Regions from separate parts of the Drosophila melanogaster genome. Here regions 1 and 2 are each linked to region 3. A link is a contact called in public HiChIP or PLAC-seq data. All regions are on one chromosome and are shown on one strand. The core of a region is the stretch at or near the end of the contact, and the rest is flanking DNA. Distances in the headings are between cores, read along the strand shown.

Region 1 (3,566 bases), core at 365-2,864, 250 kb after region 3:
AATTTTTAGTAGGGTATCATTCCCTAAATTCTGGACTTTTAAGTCCTGGGCTGCGATGGAAGTGAACCTATCTGATTGTGGATCTCCGTGGACTCCGTTGGACTGAACCTAAATGGTCTACAAAATATGGGTCTTTCGTCCGTCGTCCCTATTTCGTGTTTCACCTGATTGGTAAATGAGAGTTTATCTAGGTTTGTAAATCTTCTGCATAATCGATACAGTTGTATCGAAAAAAAAATTGTTGTGATGAAAAAATCGTCACCGAGACGAATGTGTTCACACAAAAAGGGCCCCTCCTTGACACTAACTGGAACCTTGATTAAGGATTTAGATTCCTTCTTAATTTCCCTCAAGGGCAGAATTGTATTGGGCAACGTGAAAGTCAATTGTGCGATATCGATTATAGCTGGCAACTGGGTTAGAATATTCAAGCCTATTAATCCATCGAAAAATTGGTGAAAGTCAAACATTAGAAAAGGGAATTCTCTCTCTTGCTCGAAAATTGGTAATATTGCCATCTGTGAAATTGGGTGTTCTTGTAAAACTGTATTAATAGAAATGGGTTTTTCCAAAGCGATCTTTGCTATATCTGGTACAAATTTAGGGGTGATAAAAGAGCCTTGAGCCCCCGTATCTACCAGGAATTTTAAGTTGCTATTGTTTTGAAACGACAGAATTAAATACGGCAAGTTAGCGTCCAACTGAAATTTACTCAAGAATCCTGTTTGTTTTTCGAGGCTCCTGCCCGAAAATTTTCGTCCTCTTCGAAGTTATGTGCAGAATCAGTATCGTTTGTCTTGGTGTTTGTCTCAATGTTAAACAGTCTTTGTCCGTTTGTACTTGGCCTGTTCACATTAGCGTTCTTCTTTGCCGCAGCGTTTGATGTACTCGGCGTATCATCGCTTGGCAAAATGGCTGGATATCTAGAGTTCCTGTTGTTGTTCTCGTATGTATTACGGCTGTAGCGATTATTGTCCCTGTTCTGGTATTGGTAACGATCCCTACTTTGGTACTGGTTATAGGCCCTGTTTTGGAAGTGATCCCGGTCCCTATTTTGGTATTGATTGTAATTTGGGCGAAAACGATCGTTCTGCCTCATTGGCTGCCTTTGTTGACTGTACGCCGAACTTTCAGAAAAATACAGGTTCCTCTCTTTGATGGCTACGTCATACGCTTCTTCGAGGTCTTGCGGCCTCCAGGCTCTGACTATACCCCCGAGGTTTCCCAGCAGTCCCCCAACGAATGTCGTGAGGACTGTTTGCGACACGACCCTCATTGATGCCACCAATTCAACAGGATTTATGCCCATATTGGCGGTTAGAGGCGGCGATGAGGTAGTACTCGAATCCATATTTGAACTAGCGGACGGAACTCTTGGTCTTAATGACAATGAACTATCCTGTACCTCTTTCTCGCTAACAACCTTCCTTTTACTGACTGCTCTAGTGGTAATTTGGGTGGGCTTACTTAGATTTGTAACTTTACTTATGTTAGGCATTAAGTCCACTTTTATTATATCTTTTAAGAAAAGCACGCTCACATGTGACTCAATCTGAATTCTAAAAAATGTACTTATTTTACTTAGGTACTAAGATGTGTAGAATTTGTATATAAGGTGGTGGTTGAGGCTCTCAGGTGTTGTGTTCTTGATTTCTACCTGTGAAGGTATAAAATTCGCAATTGTCAATACTTTAGGCAAGTTAGTGTATATTTGTATTTCCTTCTTTATTATTTAACGCAACATAATGAAAAAACATCTTTATTAAAAAATGACCAATCTACCTTCATACTGTTGGAAGTTCCTTCCTTAAGGACTACGACATGGGAGTGCCCTTACACTTTGAGCAGTCCTCTGCAGAATACGCGATGGGACTTACAGAGGCTAACTCTATGTATTTATCTTTGCTCTTTTTACATTCCTTTATTTTCTTTCTCTTTTTTATAGCAACTCGCAACAAAAATATTGCGATAACCTACAGAACACACGATGGGACTGTAGAGTTATTCCTCCAATATTTTTCATTTTTCTTCCTTTTTCTTTTTCATTTAACATTGACATTCAAAACAAAAAAATATTGCACAATCTGCCGAACACGCGATGGGACTGCAGATATGTTTCAGCAATAACTTTACTTTTCTCTTTATTCTTTTTTTTTTTTTCTTTGTTTCTTTTCTTTCTTTATTACTTCATACCAACATGTACCTTTACCGCGCTCTGCAGAACACACGATGGGACTGCAGAGGCTATTCCTGACCTATCTCATTTTATTTACTTTTCTTTGTGACACAACAAAAACAAATTGGCCGTACTCTGCAGAACCGCGATGGGACGGCAGAGCACTGCCAATTACTATGTCCAAACAGCACAATTAAAACAAAAGGGAACGAACAAATTTCTGACTCAAATTCAGTCTACCAGCTATATAAAAAAATCATTTGGCCAAACTTCTTTCGTATTCTTCAACACCCCTGTTATTTATCTAAATTATTTTATTTAATTTTTTTTTTTTTTTGTTTTTTTTTTTATTTGTTTTTCCTTTATTCTTCTTTTCTTTTTTTGATCATATTGTCACCAAATTCCCACTTGTCTCGCCAAATAATTCCTTTTCTATTGCTGTCCCCTAATCACTTTTATCACAACACCACACGATACTTAACTTGCTCTTCTTCACTCTTTTGCTTCCCATGTCGCACCTTCTTATTTCTCTTCTTTCTGTATTACTTTATACTCCGAACTTTTCAATTTACAAAATTTTACTACTCACAGATAACCATCACTAGTGTACATATGTGTATGCTTACAATAACATCATTAAAAAGCGATCCATTCCGGTTCGTAGTCGTCGGCTGCGCCAGTTAAGATTCAGGATTCTATGTCCTGAATGTAGTTGGTGGTTCTGAGAGTTTGGTGTGGGTTTGGTCCGAAGTTCCAAGTTTGGGTTTTTAGAGAAGAAGGCGTGATACTTGTTCGAATGACAAAATCAATCTGATCTTTATTTGCAGCGGTGGTCACAACGAGACCTCCGCTGAGAAAAGTACATAGGAAATACATAGTGCCTTAATACTACATGTGTAAGTGTTATAGCTAAATGCTGCGTCGCACACTCTTATGTGGGTGAGTCGGATTGCCGAAAATATGGAGTGCTGTGTGGTCTATTCTTGAGTGGGTCAATTCTTGCTGATGTCGTGCTCCTATCACCCAGTCCGGAGGAGTGGGGGTTTCCTGTGATTCTATGTGATTTGTGTAGTAGTTTAAACAAATATATAAAGTATTTTGCAATTTTCTTCTTAGTGTTTTGTTTACCCTCCCTTTTGTGCGTTGTTCGCAGTGCTGTTTGGTGTTGTTTTTTGCATGCACAGAAACTGCACTGTGCACCCATTCTCTCGCTCTCACTCGCTCCTTCGCTCTCCAACACAAAATATAAATTTCTGAGCGTGCAGATTGCTCTCGTGTGATTCTTTTAACAGCTCACTTGAATGTTTTGATCTTGTGTTTTCATGCACAGTGGTCTGATTTCAGATAAACATGAAAACCGTAAATGTAGTCTGCTTTTATAAAAATTGTT
Region 2 (3,516 bases), core at 436-2,935, 150 kb after region 3:
CGCACGAATTTTTTACAAGCCCGGAAAAAATAATCTCGTTGCCGATGCCCTCTCCCTCAATGCTGTTAGAAACCACGAACCAGAGTCATGCGCGGCCACGCTTCACAGCGAACTTTCGCTTACACATAATATCGAGTCCAGGGACAAACCCGTGAATTGCTTCCAGAAGCAAATATTTTTAGAAGAGGCGCGCTCCCCATGGAAACGCACCTTTACACTTTTTGGGAATAAGAGGCGTCACTCGAACAATTTCTCGTGCAAACAGACTTTGCTAGAGGAACTTGCTAACACCATTATTCCTAATGGTGTAAAAGCCTTCCACTGTGATCTTCACACACGGGCATTAATCCAAGACGATGTGGTTCGACAGTTTCCGGCCACAAAGTTCTGGCATTGTAAAAACAGGGTCACCGACACTTACGCGGTCGCCGAAAGAAGAGAAATCTTCACCACCGAACAGCATCGGCGTCAGCATCCCGAATGCACCGCCCCTCCATAGCGTCTCAAACGGACAGGTGGAGCGCTTCCACAGCACGTTAATCGAAATCGCTAGATGTCTAAAAATGGACAAAGGCATAAGTGACACGGCGAAGTTAATCTTGCTGACCGCAGCCAGATATAACAAGTCCATCACCCCTGTTATTAACAGGAAACCGGCCGAGTTCATGCTGGCAGATCGGGATGATCCGCAAAGTGATGTCCAGGAAAAAATCAAAAACGCCCAAAATTTGGCAAGAAACCGAAAAAAAGTTTCTCGGCGGAACAGATTGCTCCAGGTCGGTGATAAGGTCCTAGTAAAGTCAAACAGACGACTAGGCAACAAACTCACTCCCTTATGTGAGGAGAGGACCATCGGGGCGGTGGTGGTGGTCCGAAAAGACAACCTCAAGTAACCCAAGCAGGACGTTGCGATTCCCTCGAGGTTTTTATTTTCTATTATTTGTAGGTACTCGGCATAAGTTTTCAGTTACCTTTTTATTATTTATAGCCACTTGGCATAAGTTTTTATTATTTTTCATTACCCTTAGCCACTTGGCATAGTTTTCATTATTCATAACCGCTCGGCATCAATTTTTTATATCTATTGGTGGTGGGCAACTTTAGTTCGAACATGTTTTAATCAACCACAAATTTTATAGGCTGTTTCCAACGCTTCTGCTCTGTCTCCTAGCCGTGACATCGGCCTATCAAGCCTCTCTGAGTATAGTCGAGTTCTTGACGAAACTGCGTTGAAGGTTGTCGAAGGAACACCTGACGCCGAAGAATTTGAGAAGATAAGGTTCAATGAAGCACGGCTCATTAATGCACACAGTAGTCAAATTGAAATTAATACTAAAACACAGGTTCGAATTAACGAACTTATTTACACAGTTAATCAGATTCTAAAGGTCTCAAAAAATGCACAAATTGATACACGCCACCTTTACGAAATGCTATTGACAGAACCTTATTTTGACAATCACACTCGCAAAGATTAACATTGATAGTCAAACTTCCTGGACCATGCAGACTTGGAGAATGTTTTGGGCGAGGAGCCCATCAACACCCCCATTAGGGAAATTTTGTCCGGTGCGTCCGTTAAAGTTTTACAATCCCTTAACATTCTGCATTTTATAATAAAATTCCCCAAGATCATTATTGCGTGTAAGAAAATCACCGTCCTTTCAGTGGTACACCATGATACGGTGTTGAGGTTAGAGGATTATGTGGTGGCGGAGTGCAACGGAGAAATCCCGGGGCGACGTTCTGCCAGTTATCTATGGTGAGCTCGTGTGCCCAAGAACTCCACGCTGGGCATAGCACATTGCAATACACAGCAGAGCGACATGCATCCTATCACCTACGTCGACAAAGGGATAATCGTCATCAACGATAGACCAGCACTCATTCACATTGGAGGCACGCACTTAATATGCTATGGTCAATGAGAACATCTTCAAAAATCACGACATGGTGCAGAAAAGATCACCGGGAGTAGCTAACTCCCCTGTCCTGAATATCTCGATGAAACAAGAGATCCTGAGCCTCCCATATCTACAACGCTCGAGTGAAAATAATTTGGAGCAGATTAAGAAATTCGAAGCGCTAATTGCGGAAGCAATTTAATGCGCTCTTATCTGCTTCGGCCTAACCTGTCTGCGAGCCACTAGGGCCAAAAGATCTGCAGCCCAACTGAAGGAAGTTCTCACCCAAATAGGGTCGGCCGAGGGCGGCCTTAATCTTGAAGTGGGAGTAGTTAACTGAGTTAACCGGACCGATCGTCCGCGCTCTAGCACCGGTCAAATTGCTGACCAAGCATATTGTTATTTTTTTTTTTTTTTATATTTATATCTTTATATTAATAAAGAGCACAGCTCGTAGAACCGACTCCGGCAAATCTGTCATTATTGATTTAAACTACCATATCTATCTGAGTCTCTAGGCCAGTAGCCATAAGGAAGACAGTCATCTCCCCAACCTAATCACCGTAAGTGATGTTAATAGCCCTCCGCCACCGTACGGGGGTTATCAGAAGATTAGCAGCCAACTGGCAATATCTCTGTGACTGCAGCGAGGGATCCCCCCTGCAACGCCATGACTTTATTAATTTATATACCAAATACGGTCGGAAAGGCATCATATACCTTGTAAAATTAACTCATCGAAATACACAACCATTCTTTTAACTTATGTATTCCATTAATCTATCTATCTACAGATTAATAACAACTTAACCTATCTATTGTGGTGTATTTATATATATATATAAGTTAACACTGCTAATAAAACTTAAGTCGATAAAAGTCCGGGGTTGTTACCCTAACATTTTATATGCAGATTTAGCATAAACATCTGTTGGGGCCGTGTCTGGTTCCCAATGGTCTTCCCAGTATGGGGAAGTATGCTGTTTCTGCTCGTGTCAGCACTTTGCTGGGCGAGCGGTCGGCTTGCTGGGCGAGCGGTCAGCTTGCCGGCTTTAAAAAATAGCTTTTTTAAAATAGAATAAGTTCAGTTTGATTTCAATTATAATAAAGAGCACTCGCTCAAGAATTCTACTCCAGCGAAAGCTGCATTTTTAATATTGGTTGGCTAGCCTTAAGATCAAGGAATTGGCCAGAGTAAAAGCAAGCTTATCAACTGTTCAGCGTACAAAGAAATTCAGAACACGTGAAGCGTCTAAAAATCTAGGAAAACCCCCCCCTTGAATGTAATATGCACGGAAAAATGATTTCAATTCGCGAAGGAAAACATGACGTGGAATGTCCAATCTGAAACTCGTCTAAATGATTGCCGTTCAGATGTCTTTACTGATGAAAAACGTTTTAATTTAGATGGCCTTGATGGATTTCAATATTATTATCACGATTTGCGGAGAGATGAGCTATGTTTAAGTCGCCACCATAGCCGAGAAGGGGGAATAATGGTGTGGGGTGCTATCACATTTTATGGAACAATTGACTTGATTTTTATCGATCAAAAGATGAACGGTGATAGCTTCCAAACATTGTTGGAGTCCGTATTTCCAACATTAAAAGA
Region 3 (3,922 bases), core at 1,092-3,591:
ATAAATGCATATCCATATGTCATTGCCACTATACATAATATATATAATATACATTCAAAACATATCATAATATCATCATAACATCAAATATACATACAAAAAACAATTAAAAAAGCTGTGGATCAGTTCAATGCTTCTATTTTTAGCCCATGTACAGTTATTTTTTTCACATCTTCTTTAGTTTGCTTCTGTATAGATGTAGAATCACGACAAATACCGTTATGTTCGTTTCTGAGTACAAAAACAGCAGCAATAAGCGATCAAAGTTGACAATTGAAAAAAGCACGTTGCGTAAATACTTTTGGTCACCTCCGTATAATATAAAAGACATTAAGAACGTCACAACAAATCTGATTGCGATATGGGAAATTACTGTGAAACCAAGACAAAATATCTAGAGGAAAAATTTGCGGAAAACACAAGCCAGCGGTCGACGCAGAAAAAACACGTTACCGCACATGTAGATCAATAAGGTGTTGACTTCAGTATAGTAAAAGTTTTCAACCAGCTTAAAATGAATATTAAAATATTGTTTTATACCAAAAGTGATTTAAACTCGTTATGGAAGTCTGCCTCTGCAACCATCCGTACAACGTCTGGAGCAATGAGTTCTAGAAGAGGAAGATTATGCCAGTGCCGCTTACACAAAATGATATAAAATTTCTGGTGTGGCCGTTAGAGAGGAAGTGGCTTAAATGTTTTTTATATACCGATAGAAATTTCGATTGATTTACCGAAAACATTTTTGGGACACCCACATTGAGAACCCGCAAAATACTGTCAAAACATCGTTTTTGTCACTTTTTGTGGTGATTTTTTAAAGTTTTTTGTAAAGTTTAAAACTTTATATTCTTCGAAATTCTATAACTTTTAATACACAACACAGTTCCATTAAAATAAACACTTTAAAATTATTGGCAACAATATTAATACATTTTTATTTTGCAAATTTAAAATAACTAATGAAACAATCCCATTTGAGAAGAGCGTTGGCATGACCTTACGGACGATACACCCTGCTCCCATAACATCCTAATCCCTTTTCGAGCCGGCAGGTGGTGCATTTGCAGAGACGCCAAGAGCCTGGCGTGGTCAGAAGGACAGTGGAATCATTGGTCGGTAAAGGCGGTTCTGGGAAGAGCGTTGGCCTGACCTAATGGATGATCACTGACGTCTTCCTAGTTTTAAAGCGAACGGTCTTGTTTTTTCTCCGTTGTGAATTTACATTTGTGTTTGTTTAACCAGCGAAGGTCTTTATTACTAGTTTAAACAAATTAACTAATTCTTTTGCTTTTCTGCATTAGATAGTGAAAGGAAAAGTTTAGATAGTGCATCATAGAAACTGTGGGTGCCTTCCACTCTTAGAGATGGCACAGAAACCTGAACCGTATGATCACTTTGGGCCGCGTATGATCACTCAAATCCGTTCGTACAAATCTAGATGAACTACGTGTAAAGCCACTAAAGGTGCAAACGTAATCCTTAGGCCACCCACGGGCAGGCCAATGACGTCGGACAGGCCATTTCAAAAATTGTATATGGACTTTTTAGGTCTAAGGAGAAGAATACCGGGTTATTTATCATAGCCGATCACCTTTCAAAGTTTTATCTGTTGCAGTTATTGAAGAAATTTACGTCTGACAAAATCCTAGATTTCCTAGTGAAGCACGTATTTTAAACCTTCGGCGAGGCACCCCTAGGCGATCCTAACGAACAACCGTTCACAGATTAAGTCGGCTCAGTTTAATGCTTTTCTGACACGTTTCTGCTTTTCACATATGGGTACGGCGATCTTCTCTTAATTAGCGAATGAAAATTATTAATGAATCACCTGCTTCTCGAGATGCGACTCCCGAGCAATTAACTGACTTATCAAATTAACTCAGACAAATTGCGCGTTCCGCCTGTCCCACTAAATACAACGCCTGGCGAGAAGAAATAGTTCGGCCAAGAGAATCGATCTAGTGAACCTGAACAAAAGACAGCCCCATTCATTGGAATTTTGAGCAGATCAGTAAACGAAGTCTATTTTTTTTAATTTACTTTGTTTGTTTATGTTATTGTCAATGTGTATTTACGATATCACATATATATATATCGACAGCTCAGAGCATCTCTAGAAGTGCACGACCTCTATATGCAGCCAAAGAATAATTTCTTGCAGGTTGAAATAACAGCAGCAGAACAATTAAGTACCAATTTGGTCTAGGCCAAATAGAGGCCACGGTAGTGTACAGCGTTGAGACCATCTTCTAATCAACGCTAATCGACAGCATATCAGTGTGACTAGCAAAACGTCGAACTTGTCAGTTAATCCGGAAAAAGTGCCAAACATAATCCAGAGTTGGCGAATTAAATTGGATGGCGCACGTGATGGCCTTCAGACCGAAGAATTCCTTTACCTTATCCCTAGCCCAACAAAACCTTAACGGAGACCGACAGATCCTGTGTGACCATTTACACTTCTTCTTTAAAGAAAACGCTAATGAATGGTATGAAAAGCTCTTTCGTCCCTAGGCCATTGCGGAGCTAAGAATGTAATTAAACCTCAATGCCAGACTTGTAAGCTCGCAAAAACCGGAGGAAGGATGCATCAGCCAACACCCAGTTGCCGCATCCGAAACATTAGATGTATAAGGAGACAAAAAGTCTGGGTCAAGACACTCAGTTATAGGCCACAGCAGTTCAGACGAGAAAGGAAACGCGGTTGCACACAAAACATGTCAGAATATGCCAACTCCGTAAAAAGAAGCTACAAGCCGAATATTCGGATGGCTACGACTATAAACACAAGAGATCAACCTCGCGAGCCAGAATGTGTTGGTAAAGAGTTTGCGACAGTCATAAGCGCTTAATATCGGCTATATTTTTTAACAGAGACAGCCGAATGTATACGGGATATTGTAAATGAGGATCAGTCATATGCCGCGTTATTAGTCTTAAGCGCTTCAGTAAAAAAGTAATCACCCTCAATTATGTAATTGTGTCGGACACATCAGTACCACAAATAACTCGGAATGTTTGGTCAAGGGGAGATTAATCGTAGAAATTAAATATGACTCATAATAAACCGTAACGTTCTTTATCATTCCTGATCTAAAACATCTCACTCAGCTAAATTATTGATAGCATCGGAGACTGACATTACGACCAAAAACTACGAACTATCTACCGATCAGCAAAACACACTTAGCAAAGTCAAAAGCAAAATCACATCATACGAATAAGAAGGCTTTGGACGTACGCGTATTATAAAGCACAGCATAGGTTCCAGGCCAATCAAACAAAGCGTCATGCGCAACAAAGTAATGTGCTCAAAACCCACTGAATGTATGTGACACACAGACCATAGAAAAAGTATTGTTGGTGATCATTCGGGTCGTTCAGTATTTCAGACCACATTTGTTCGACAGGAAGTTTACTTTCCTGACTCCCAAAATGTCATGGCCGACGAATTAAGCAGGGCAGACGCTAACTTGAAGCACAACGAAACGGTTCCCGAACATGCCCCAAATCTACCCAAATCCGACAAGCCATCAACGATTTTAACGATCAACTCATCCTAAAAGTTTCCTAAGACAAAAGGTACCAATTACGCTTTATGTATAAAGTATAAAAAATTAAAAAAGAGTACTACAAACCCCTATTTTACTGCAATGATTGTCCAAACATACTCAAACAAACATTGAAACCTAATAAGACATGATCCGTCCTCGCCGACGAAACCGCTTGAACAAAACCAGTACTATTGTAAAACAAGTATAAGCCAACCCAAAAATCAAATTACTTACTTATTCTTCCTTAATTATTCATCCTTAATTTGCCAAGAACAAGATTAAATCATCTCTCACAATAATAACAATCACCTTTCTCCACTTAAAACGCGAATACTTTTATATAATCCATATCGACATTAACTGTA

The links. HiChIP or PLAC-seq counts read pairs in DNA pulled down with a chosen protein or histone mark.
Region 1: a Pc HiChIP or PLAC-seq map of the Kc167 cell line shows a contact between it and region 3, with 4 times the contacts expected there. The contact joins two enhancer-like sites.
Region 2: a contact with region 3 is called in a Pc HiChIP or PLAC-seq map of the Kc167 cell line, with 2.3 times the contacts expected there. The contact joins two enhancer-like sites. A contact is called at or near these places in 2 of 6 datasets of contacts at active chromatin or transcription factors (both in the Kc167 cell line).

What each region holds. Positions count from the first base shown.
Region 1 is chr3R:771,374-774,939 of dm6, reverse strand. The region is part of intron 1 of Myo81F (Myosin 81F); the gene reads right to left. Among named protein-coding and RNA genes, the nearest start is that of Myo81F, 210 kb to the right of the region's middle. Within about 2 kb of position 1,614, at least 1 of the 39 cell types and tissues checked has an H3K27ac peak or open chromatin away from gene starts, as enhancers often do. A contact at or near this core is called in the Kc167 cell line, where this site is marked.
Region 2 is chr3R:870,285-873,800 of dm6, reverse strand. All of the region lies in intron 3 of Myo81F (Myosin 81F), which reads right to left. Among named protein-coding and RNA genes, the nearest start is that of Myo81F, 300 kb to the right of the region's middle. Within about 2 kb of position 1,685, at least 1 of the 39 cell types and tissues checked has an H3K27ac peak or open chromatin away from gene starts, as enhancers often do. A contact at or near this core is called in the Kc167 cell line, where this site is marked.
Region 3 is chr3R:1,021,055-1,024,976 of dm6, reverse strand. The region is part of intron 5 of Myo81F (Myosin 81F); the gene reads right to left. Among named protein-coding and RNA genes, the nearest start is that of lncRNA:CR46123, 340 kb to the left of the region's middle. Within about 2 kb of position 2,341, at least 1 of the 39 cell types and tissues checked has an H3K27ac peak or open chromatin away from gene starts, as enhancers often do. A contact at or near this core is called in the Kc167 cell line, where this site is marked.